Regions from separate parts of the Mus musculus genome. Here region 1 is linked to region 2. Evidence: chromatin contacts called from public Hi-C data. All regions are on one chromosome and are shown on one strand. The core of a region is the stretch at or near the end of the contact, and the rest is flanking DNA. Distances in the headings are between cores, read along the strand shown. Region 1 holds the start of Cdc42bpa (CDC42 binding protein kinase alpha). Region 2 has its middle 37 kb from the start of Cdc42bpa.

Region 1 (3,896 bases), core at 526-3,025, 37 kb after region 2:
AATATTCCGGTTTAGCTGTATCAAAAGTAGAACCTTCCATGAGCATTATGGAGGGAACTCTCTCAAAATCTAAGACCACAAAACCCTGAAAGGGCCCCACCAGCAGCAGGTGCCTTGGCTCTTCAGTGACTTGCTTTTTGCTGCATTGCTACCGGGCCGCAGAGTGGCTGTCCCCATACCTGAAAAGTGTGCTGACAGAGAGTTGTAGGTTTGGTGACAGTGACGAACTATGTTGATTGCGGGAGCTGAATCCCCAGGGGAGCTTGTCACCTTGGGTGAAGAATAACAGGCATGATCTAGGATATTTCTGGAGGAAAACATGCCAGGCTTCACATTGGGGGAAACTTTGGGAAACAGAAACGGGAATCCCTCTCCTTTGAGATCCCGCATGCACGACAGGGATGGTGAAGCAGACCAGTCTCTTATTATTTTTCCATCCTGGGGGAGTGACACAAACGCTGTGGATTAGGAACACCGGAAATTAGGAGTCTGGGGCGTGGGAAAGCCGAATGGGGGCAGGGTGGGCAGGTAAACAGCGTCTGGAGCGGCTGTCTTGTCTTAGAGCGGTTGGAAGCCGAGGGTACCCTTGCGGGACCGACGGCATCTCCGCAGAAGTGGAGGAAGAAGGCCGGCTGGGGGGTGGTCACCGCGGGGACCCCGGGCGGCGGCGAGGCACCGTGGCGCAGTTCCCAGCCCGTGCCTCACCGAGCCAACCCGTTCCACACCCGAGTCGCCCCGGGGGACCCCGCTTCCCTGGCTGCGGCAGCCGCAGCGCCGCGGGCCGAGGCGATCCCCCTCCCCCGGGGCTCGGGCTCGGCTGGGCCGCAGCGCGCCGCTTCCAGCGGGGTCGGGGGGCGGGGCGCGCCGCCATTTTGGATCCGGACGGTCCGCGAGCCTCCGCCTGCGCGCCGCGGCGCCGGGAGCGGCCTCGGGGAGCCTAGGGCGCGGGCGCGGGCGGCGCGGGCGCGAGCGGCGCGGGCGGGAGGGCGGGCGGGGGAGGCGGGCAGAGGAGGAAGGGAGTGGTTGGGAGCCGGGCTGCGGCAGCCTCAGGTCTCCTCAGCGGCGGCAGCGCCCCCTCCTCCCGCGCCTCAGCCGCCTGCGTCCGTCGGGAAAGATGCCCTCAGCCCAAGGCTGGGAAGAAGGGACTCGAGTCGCCGCCCGAACCGCGGCTGCCGCCCGCGTCCTCTGAATTCGTCAGCGCAGCCCCTCGCCGAGGGGCGGCGGCGGCGGCGGCCGCAGGGCGCGAGCGGGAGCCCGGGCGCTGCGCCCGGCGGCACGGCGCGGCCCGCCAGCGGCCTCCGGCATGGAGCGGGCTCGCGCGGCCAAGTAGCCGCCGCCCCCGGAGCCCGGCGCGAGAGCCGCCCGCAGCCCGCCTCATCCCGGCTGCGCCGCCGGCCAGGCCCCGGGAGAAGCCGGGAGGAAGATGACGCGTCCTCGCCGCAGTCCGCTGGAAGCAAGACTCGCTGCAAAGCCCTAGGAAGAAAGAGCTCGGAGCGGAGGCTCGGCGTGCTCCGAGCCGAGCCGGGAGAACTGCTCCGGCAGCTGCCCTCCCTTTGCCGCGGAGGACTCGCCCAGGCGCTATCCGAGTGGAGGTTGGGAGCATTTGCAGAATTTTTGGCTTTCCCTCCCCCTCCATACGTTGCCCCCTCCTCCTTTTTCAATTTTTCTTCTTCCCGGGAAGTGAATTGCTGATGCCAAGGGGACTTTATTCATTAATGATGCAACTGGATTCGTTTCAGGATTATGTTGCACGAATTGAATTTTGAATGAAGGAGTTTTTTTTTTTTTTTTTAAGGAGTGTTGACTCTTTAGTTCGTTGTACTTTTAATTATTATTTTATTTAAATGTACAATTTAATTGTATTATTCTCTTAAAATATTAAATCTATATTTTATGGAAACTCACCCTCAAGATATATATGTTTATGGGTGAAATTGGAGACGCTTCCGTTAAGTGAGGTGACTGGTGTATTGGATGTTTAATTCAGCACCGGCATTGCATGACAGTTGTTGAAATAACAAGTGGTTTATTTTTAAAAACCACATCTTTAAACTTTTAGGTTCAGATAGTAACAGTAGACATCGTAAGGGCATTTAAAAGAAAACCAGCAGAAATCGAAGCAAACATGTCCGGAGAAGTGCGTTTGAGGCAGTTGGAGCAGTTTATTTTAGATGGGCCAGCTCAGACCAATGGGCAGTGCTTCAGTGTGGAGACGCTACTGGACATCCTCATCTGTCTTTACGATGAATGCAATAATTCTCCATTGAGAAGAGAGAAGAACATTCTTGAATATCTAGAATGGGGTAAGTTTTCTTCTAATGCGTTGCTGGGCGTGAGCATTATTAACTATAGTGAAAATGATGTGTATAGCCTTAACAACAGAACAAACGCCTATTAGTCAAGACTTCTCTCTCCTAGTTTTTCTTAACTGTTTGCCAGGGCAAAGCGGTGCCACTTAGTTGTTGCCTGGTTGTTTGGCCTTGCTGTTTGTGAACTCACTGCGTCTGGGGGGGGGGGGGGGCGGGCAGCAGCAGGAGCTTCAGAAGGAAGGCTGGGATTGGCAGAATTGGATTATTGAGCACAGTTGTCACAACCGTTCAGTGGGAGGGTATTTGTTGGTTGGAACATTCCTTCCCAGTCTTTGAAAATCACAGGAGATTTGAGGAGATGCTGAAGTCCCTGTGTTAATTTTAGGACAACAGGAATGTGGAGGTGGTGATCAGGGGGTTTAGTCTCATCTCTGGATAGCACTGGCAAAGGAAAGTACTAAACATGGACTTTCCAAAAATCACTAGGTTCCTGAGAAATAATAGAAATTATGTGTATGTGTGTGTGTAAAAAGATGTAGTTGGAGGATGTTTGGAGGCAGCTCCACCTGCCTTAGATTTTATTCTAAATTGAATTTGTGTCTATACTGGCTAGATGTGACCCAGGTGACCTATAGTAGTGGACTAGATCAGTGATGCGGGCAAACTCTGCATGTGACCTTCAAGGCTTGTCTGAACTCCAGGAGCCTCTGATGTCACTCACTCGTGTGAGGGAAGTCTGACATCCAGCAGTGGCCATCACTGCCCAGGCTGGTAGAGAGTGGTACCATAGCTCTGGAAGGATTTAGGCCATTTAGAATTTTGAGCTGTTGAAATACTTTTAGCTAGCTAAATGATTTTTATATCGACGATCTTTATTCCCAAGTAAACCTTAATTTTTCTGAAGTAAAAAATTTAAGTGGCCGTTGTTGTTTCTGTTTTCAAATTCATTCAAAATTTGTTTCTCAAGTCAACTCCCACTTTAAGAATGCTAACATGAAGCAATTTGAATTCTCCAGTTTTCCAGTATTAGATGAGTGATTGCTAGTAGCACGATGTTTCAGGGTTTAAAAGAAAATGTACAAATGTGCATGGGATGATTTCACAAAGCAGTTTGCCATCAGCGTGCTGGGAATGTAAGGAATCTTAAATCAGTTGTCAGGCAACTTCTCGCTTGAGAGTAGGTAATTTTTATGTTGGCACTGACTTTGCATTTACCTGCCTTTTTATGTGCAGGATACAATATTTTATGAAGCATATGGAATCTTACACCCTGTGTTTCATAAACTTAGGAATTCTGTGGTGTTTCTTTTTTTGAAGACTTAAAAGGTTTCAGTACTTTTAGAGTTGGAATTTGAGTCCTTCAGTTACAGCTTCATAGTGATACTGTAGTCTGTGATTATGATTGTCATTTAATATCCTTTTCATTTGCAAAACGGTAGGAGAACTCTTTGTACATAGCAGTGGCAAATATAATTTAAAATAGTGTATTATATAAGTGAAAATGCATTTTCATGGCTTCCTGATGTGTGGTAGTTTTATGCTATGGGGTATTTTGCCATCTTATTAAAATAATCTCTGTATCTTCCA
Region 2 (4,189 bases), core at 410-2,909:
TATGGATTTGAGACTTTCTACAACTACTTGTGCATTATTTCATTCTCTAATGGTTGGTTGACCCAGAGATGGTTGATATTTTCCTTTAAAACTCACGCAAATTCCCTGGAGATATATAACCCTTGGCAGAGACACTGACAACTTTTATATCTAAGTGCTCTTGAGTGAATACGTGTAGCTGGTGGATATTTAAAAAATATGTAACAAGCAAAAGTCTAGCCATTGGTTTCAAATATCTGGGGGATGAGTATGAAGATTAGAAGAGATACCTATGTCATACTGACTTAGTATCTTCAGGAAGCCAGATAGGGCTTACTGTACATGCCTGCAATCCAAGCACTCAAGCAACTGAAGCAAGAAGATTGCTTTGAGTTCAAGGTCAGTCCAAGTACACAGTGAGTATGAGGTTAGCTTAGATATGAAATAGACCCTCTCTCAACAACAAAAACAAAACAATAACAACAGAATTGAATAGGACATCAAATCTTTTGTAATAGCAAATTAACCCCAAATTTACCCCAATAAAGACTCAAAGAAGGCATAATATATGGGGATCTTATAAATTCAGTCTGAGATGAAGTGAGATTGACACAGCCAGATGCGGAGAGTCTTCAAATAGATTGAGGTAGGCAGAAGAATGGCCCTCCAAAGAAGTCCATACCGTAATTTCCAGGACCTGAGAACATGTAGGTGGCAAGGGAGACTTTGCAAAGAGTATTGAGTGGGAAGTATTATCTATGTGGGGCCAATGTAATCTATAAAGGTGTTAGAGCCGGTGGGGAGGCTGAACAGAGGCTGCCTTAGTTAGGGTTTCATTGCTGTGAAGAGAAACCATGACCAAGGCAACTGCTATAATGGAAAACATTTAAGTGAGGCTGGCCTGTAGTTTCAGAGGTTTAGTTCATTACCATTATGGCAGGAAGCATGGCAGTGTGCAGGCAGACGTGGTGCGGGAGGAGCTCAGGGTTCTGCATCTCCATCTGCAGGCAGCAGAAGGAGGCTGTGTGTCACACTGGGTGTAGCTTGAGCATAGGAGACTTCAAAGCTCACCCCCACAGTGACACACTTTCTCCAACAAGGCCACACCTACTCCAACAAGCCACACCTTCTAATGATGCCACTCCCTATTGGCCAAGATTCAAACACATGAGTCTATGGGGGTGGGGGGCATACCTGTTCAAACCACCACAGAAGCAAAAGATGGGATGATACCATTGTGGAGAAGGAGCTTGGGACGAAGGGAAAGGGCAGTGCCTGGGGTTGGACATAGGCAGAAAGCTCTGCCACTGAAAACTATCCTGCTGGCACTTTGAATACTAGTAAGACTAAATTGACCCCTGATCCTTGAGACTGTGAGAAGAGAATCCATTTGTATTGTGTTGAGCTGCTAAAGTTGTGGTGGCGTGATAGAGCAACAATAGGAAATGGACACAGTGGCTCTTTGTCACCCTCTCCAGCGTGCAACTGTTGCTGGTGTCTGGATGTGCACAGAAGCCCCCAGCTCTCAGGCCTCTGCACACTGTGTTTTCCTTGCTTGTAGAGATTCCCACTGTTTCAGCGAGGCACGGAGAAGCCCAAGCCTTCCACAGACTCTCTCCAGGGTCCTCCAGAGTGACAGCTTTTCACTTCTGCTCTCCTACCCACCTACTTCCGCTCTCCCACCAATCTAGAAATTTCTACCCCCACAGGACCCTGAATCCCAGCACCTGTCCATTGTCCCCCGCCCCCTGCTGTCCTCATTTCTCTCTGCCCCATTTAGAGTTCTTGGGCAGTCACTGTAAACATTCCCCGGCCCACACATTAGCCAGCCTGGCTTATTTCTCACTTTGATGCACTTCCTTGCCAGAATTCCAGTCCGGTTTCTATCCAGTTTCCAGCCTACTCCTTGCCTGCATTGGGACAGCTGAGAGCAGTTGAAGAAAAACAATACAACCAGGCTGTGTTGGTTGGGATTTAGAACCCAAGCAGCTGGAGGCCTGTCTGGCTCTCCCATCCCTTCACAGGACGCTGCACTCCCCTCCCTGACAACTTTATTCCGCCCCTCTCCAGCGTTTGAACAGGTTCATTCCTTTCTTCTTCCTTACTTCCAACTACAGGATTGTGCTTCGAGATGGCTCCTCCCATAGTTCCTGCCCACCTCCCACTTCACTGTCTGCAAGTTCACCTTGGCTCTGAATGTGGTGCTTTCTGTGCTCCTGACCTGGGCTGCAGTTTCCACATTTGTGCCCGGTTCCTTTGTGTTCCCTTGCTCCTGGGCTTTGCCCAGGCCTTCTTACCCTTATTTTAAATGCCATTGTTTTCTTTTGAATTTTATGGGATCATTCGTATTTTATAACCAAACTCCTTGAAAGCATTGTTTTTCTATTCTCCAGGTCTGTGTCAGTCTCTCTGTCTCCATCTTCCTCCCTTATTCAGTAGAGAATGAATCAGGGTGGACACTGAATTGTGGCTGGTGTCTGTGGTACTAGTTACCCGGCTGGTGAGGGAGGATATGGTCCAAGAATTAGAGACTAGCCTAAGTGACACAGGGAGACACTGGGGTTGGGTGGGCTGGGATAGTAATCTATCTCTCAATTGCTCACCCTAGTCATCCAAGATCTCCCAGATAGGTGTTACTTCTTAACCATTCTACCACCTTCTAATAGCAGGCTAGGGATAGAGCTTTGGGGAATATTTCACATCTAAATTATAGTACACTCCACATATAATCATCAACCAGTCTTACCAGCTGTATATACGTCTACAGCTTAGGACCTAGCCCCTTGCCAGCCTTGTCTCTACAGCTGCGGTGCCAGCGACCAGCCATCAGGTGTTATTGTTTCCTTTTGGGGCTGTCATGTTGACCTCATGATTGGTCCTCTTGTTTCTTTTTTTTTTCTTTTTTTTTTTTTTTTCTGGAGCTGGTATTTTATTTCTTTGTGTACATTAGGCCATGAATTCGTATGGAATGGGCTCCAACAGCTCAGGCTCTTTTCCGTTAGTCCTCACAAAGTGTGCTTCTCTGGGTGGCACAGGCTGGCGCTTCAGCTGCACCCAGGTGCCCTTCTCTTTGGCTTCCTTTTTCTTCTGGTCGTTCTCCTTCACCCGCTTCAGGAAGCTGTCTCTGCTCTTTGAGTGCTTGATGTGCTCAATCCGCACATTGATCCACTTGGCCAGAATTTTGCCCTTCCACGGCATGCTGGGTGACATTGTAGACTCTTCCGGTTTTGCCGTGGTAGAACTTATGGGGCATTCCTTTTTGAACAGTGCCCATTCCCTTGATGTCTACAATATCACCCTTCTTGTAGATTCGCATGTATGTGGCCAAAGGAACAACGCCATGTTTCCTAAAAGGCCTAGAGAACACGTACCGGGTACCTCTCCTCTTTCCCTTTGTGTTCGTCATTTTGGCGAGTTACTGGAAGATGGCTGCGGCGGCCCGGTCCTCTTGTTTCTACCCGGCCTGCTTGTCCCCACAGAGTGAGTCAGTTTTCAGCATAGACGTTACCAATTTAACAAATATGTTAACTGAGTATTGAGCTTACTAAAATCTGAAATGCCATCTCATGTCTGCCCTGTCTTCTCCAGAATCAATACAGAAGCCTCTATAGTGGCCGCCTCTGACTTTGTTTCCTCGATACCTGATACCTGTCCTGGTCACTATTCTCCAGCTATGCTGGCTTCCTCAATAGACCCTAACATGCCAACTGTGTCTCTGTCTCAGGGAGTTTGCTTTGAAGTCCACCCTGGAACATGCCCTCCCCTAATCTTCCTTGCATCTCTTCCAGGGTTCTTCTAAATTTCTCTGTTTTAGTGAGATCCCTGTTAAACAGTGATGCCCACTCACACCAACCCTTTCTCTTCCCCAGTCTGCCCCCACTTTATTCTCCTTCATGGGGTATCTATTTATGTTTTAATGGCCTGATTATTTATGGCCCAACTCCCTCCACTAGAGTGTAAACTCAACGGGAGCAGGAATTTGGAGTTATTTTATTCATTGTGTACTAATACAGTTCTCAGTATCACTATCATAGGGTAGATGCCCAAAAAATATTTGAAGAATGAATAGGATTGCTAAATAAGATATATGAGAATAAATACTCCCAAGGGCCTTTGGGTATATTTGTACTAAAAATTATTTGTTGTTTATCTGAAATTCAGATTTCATTGGGTGAACTGTATTTTTATTTACTAAATCTAGCAATGCTGA

What was found. Hi-C and Micro-C count contacts between places; a contact is called where the count stands out from the background.
Region 1: a Hi-C map of cortical glia shows a contact between it and region 2, with 1.5 times the contacts expected there. The contact joins the promoter of Cdc42bpa here to the enhancer-like site in region 2. A contact is called at or near these places in 1 of 39 promoter capture datasets (3T3-L1-derived adipocytes), 10 of 484 Hi-C or Micro-C datasets (the HL-1 cell line, the MNK3 cell line, the N1E-115 cell line and 7 more), 5 of 115 datasets of contacts at active chromatin or transcription factors (embryonic stem cells, neural progenitor cells and pancreatic cancer cells) and 3 of 9 other capture datasets (adipose tissue, liver and pancreatic islet).

Annotation. Positions count from the first base shown.
Region 1 is chr1:179,958,985-179,962,880 of GRCm38.p6, forward strand. Cdc42bpa (CDC42 binding protein kinase alpha) reads left to right here and starts at 1,776. Exons shown (of 37, transcript NM_001359541.1): 1 at 1,776-2,303. The coding sequence starts at 2,126.
Region 2 is chr1:179,922,027-179,926,215 of GRCm38.p6, forward strand. No RefSeq gene overlaps it. Among named protein-coding and RNA genes, the nearest start is that of Cdc42bpa, 37 kb to the right of the region's middle. Within about 2 kb of position 1,660, at least 15 of the 459 cell types and tissues checked have an H3K27ac peak or open chromatin away from gene starts, as enhancers often do. A contact at or near this core is called in the N1E-115 cell line, cerebral cortex, cortical glia and 1 more, where this site is marked.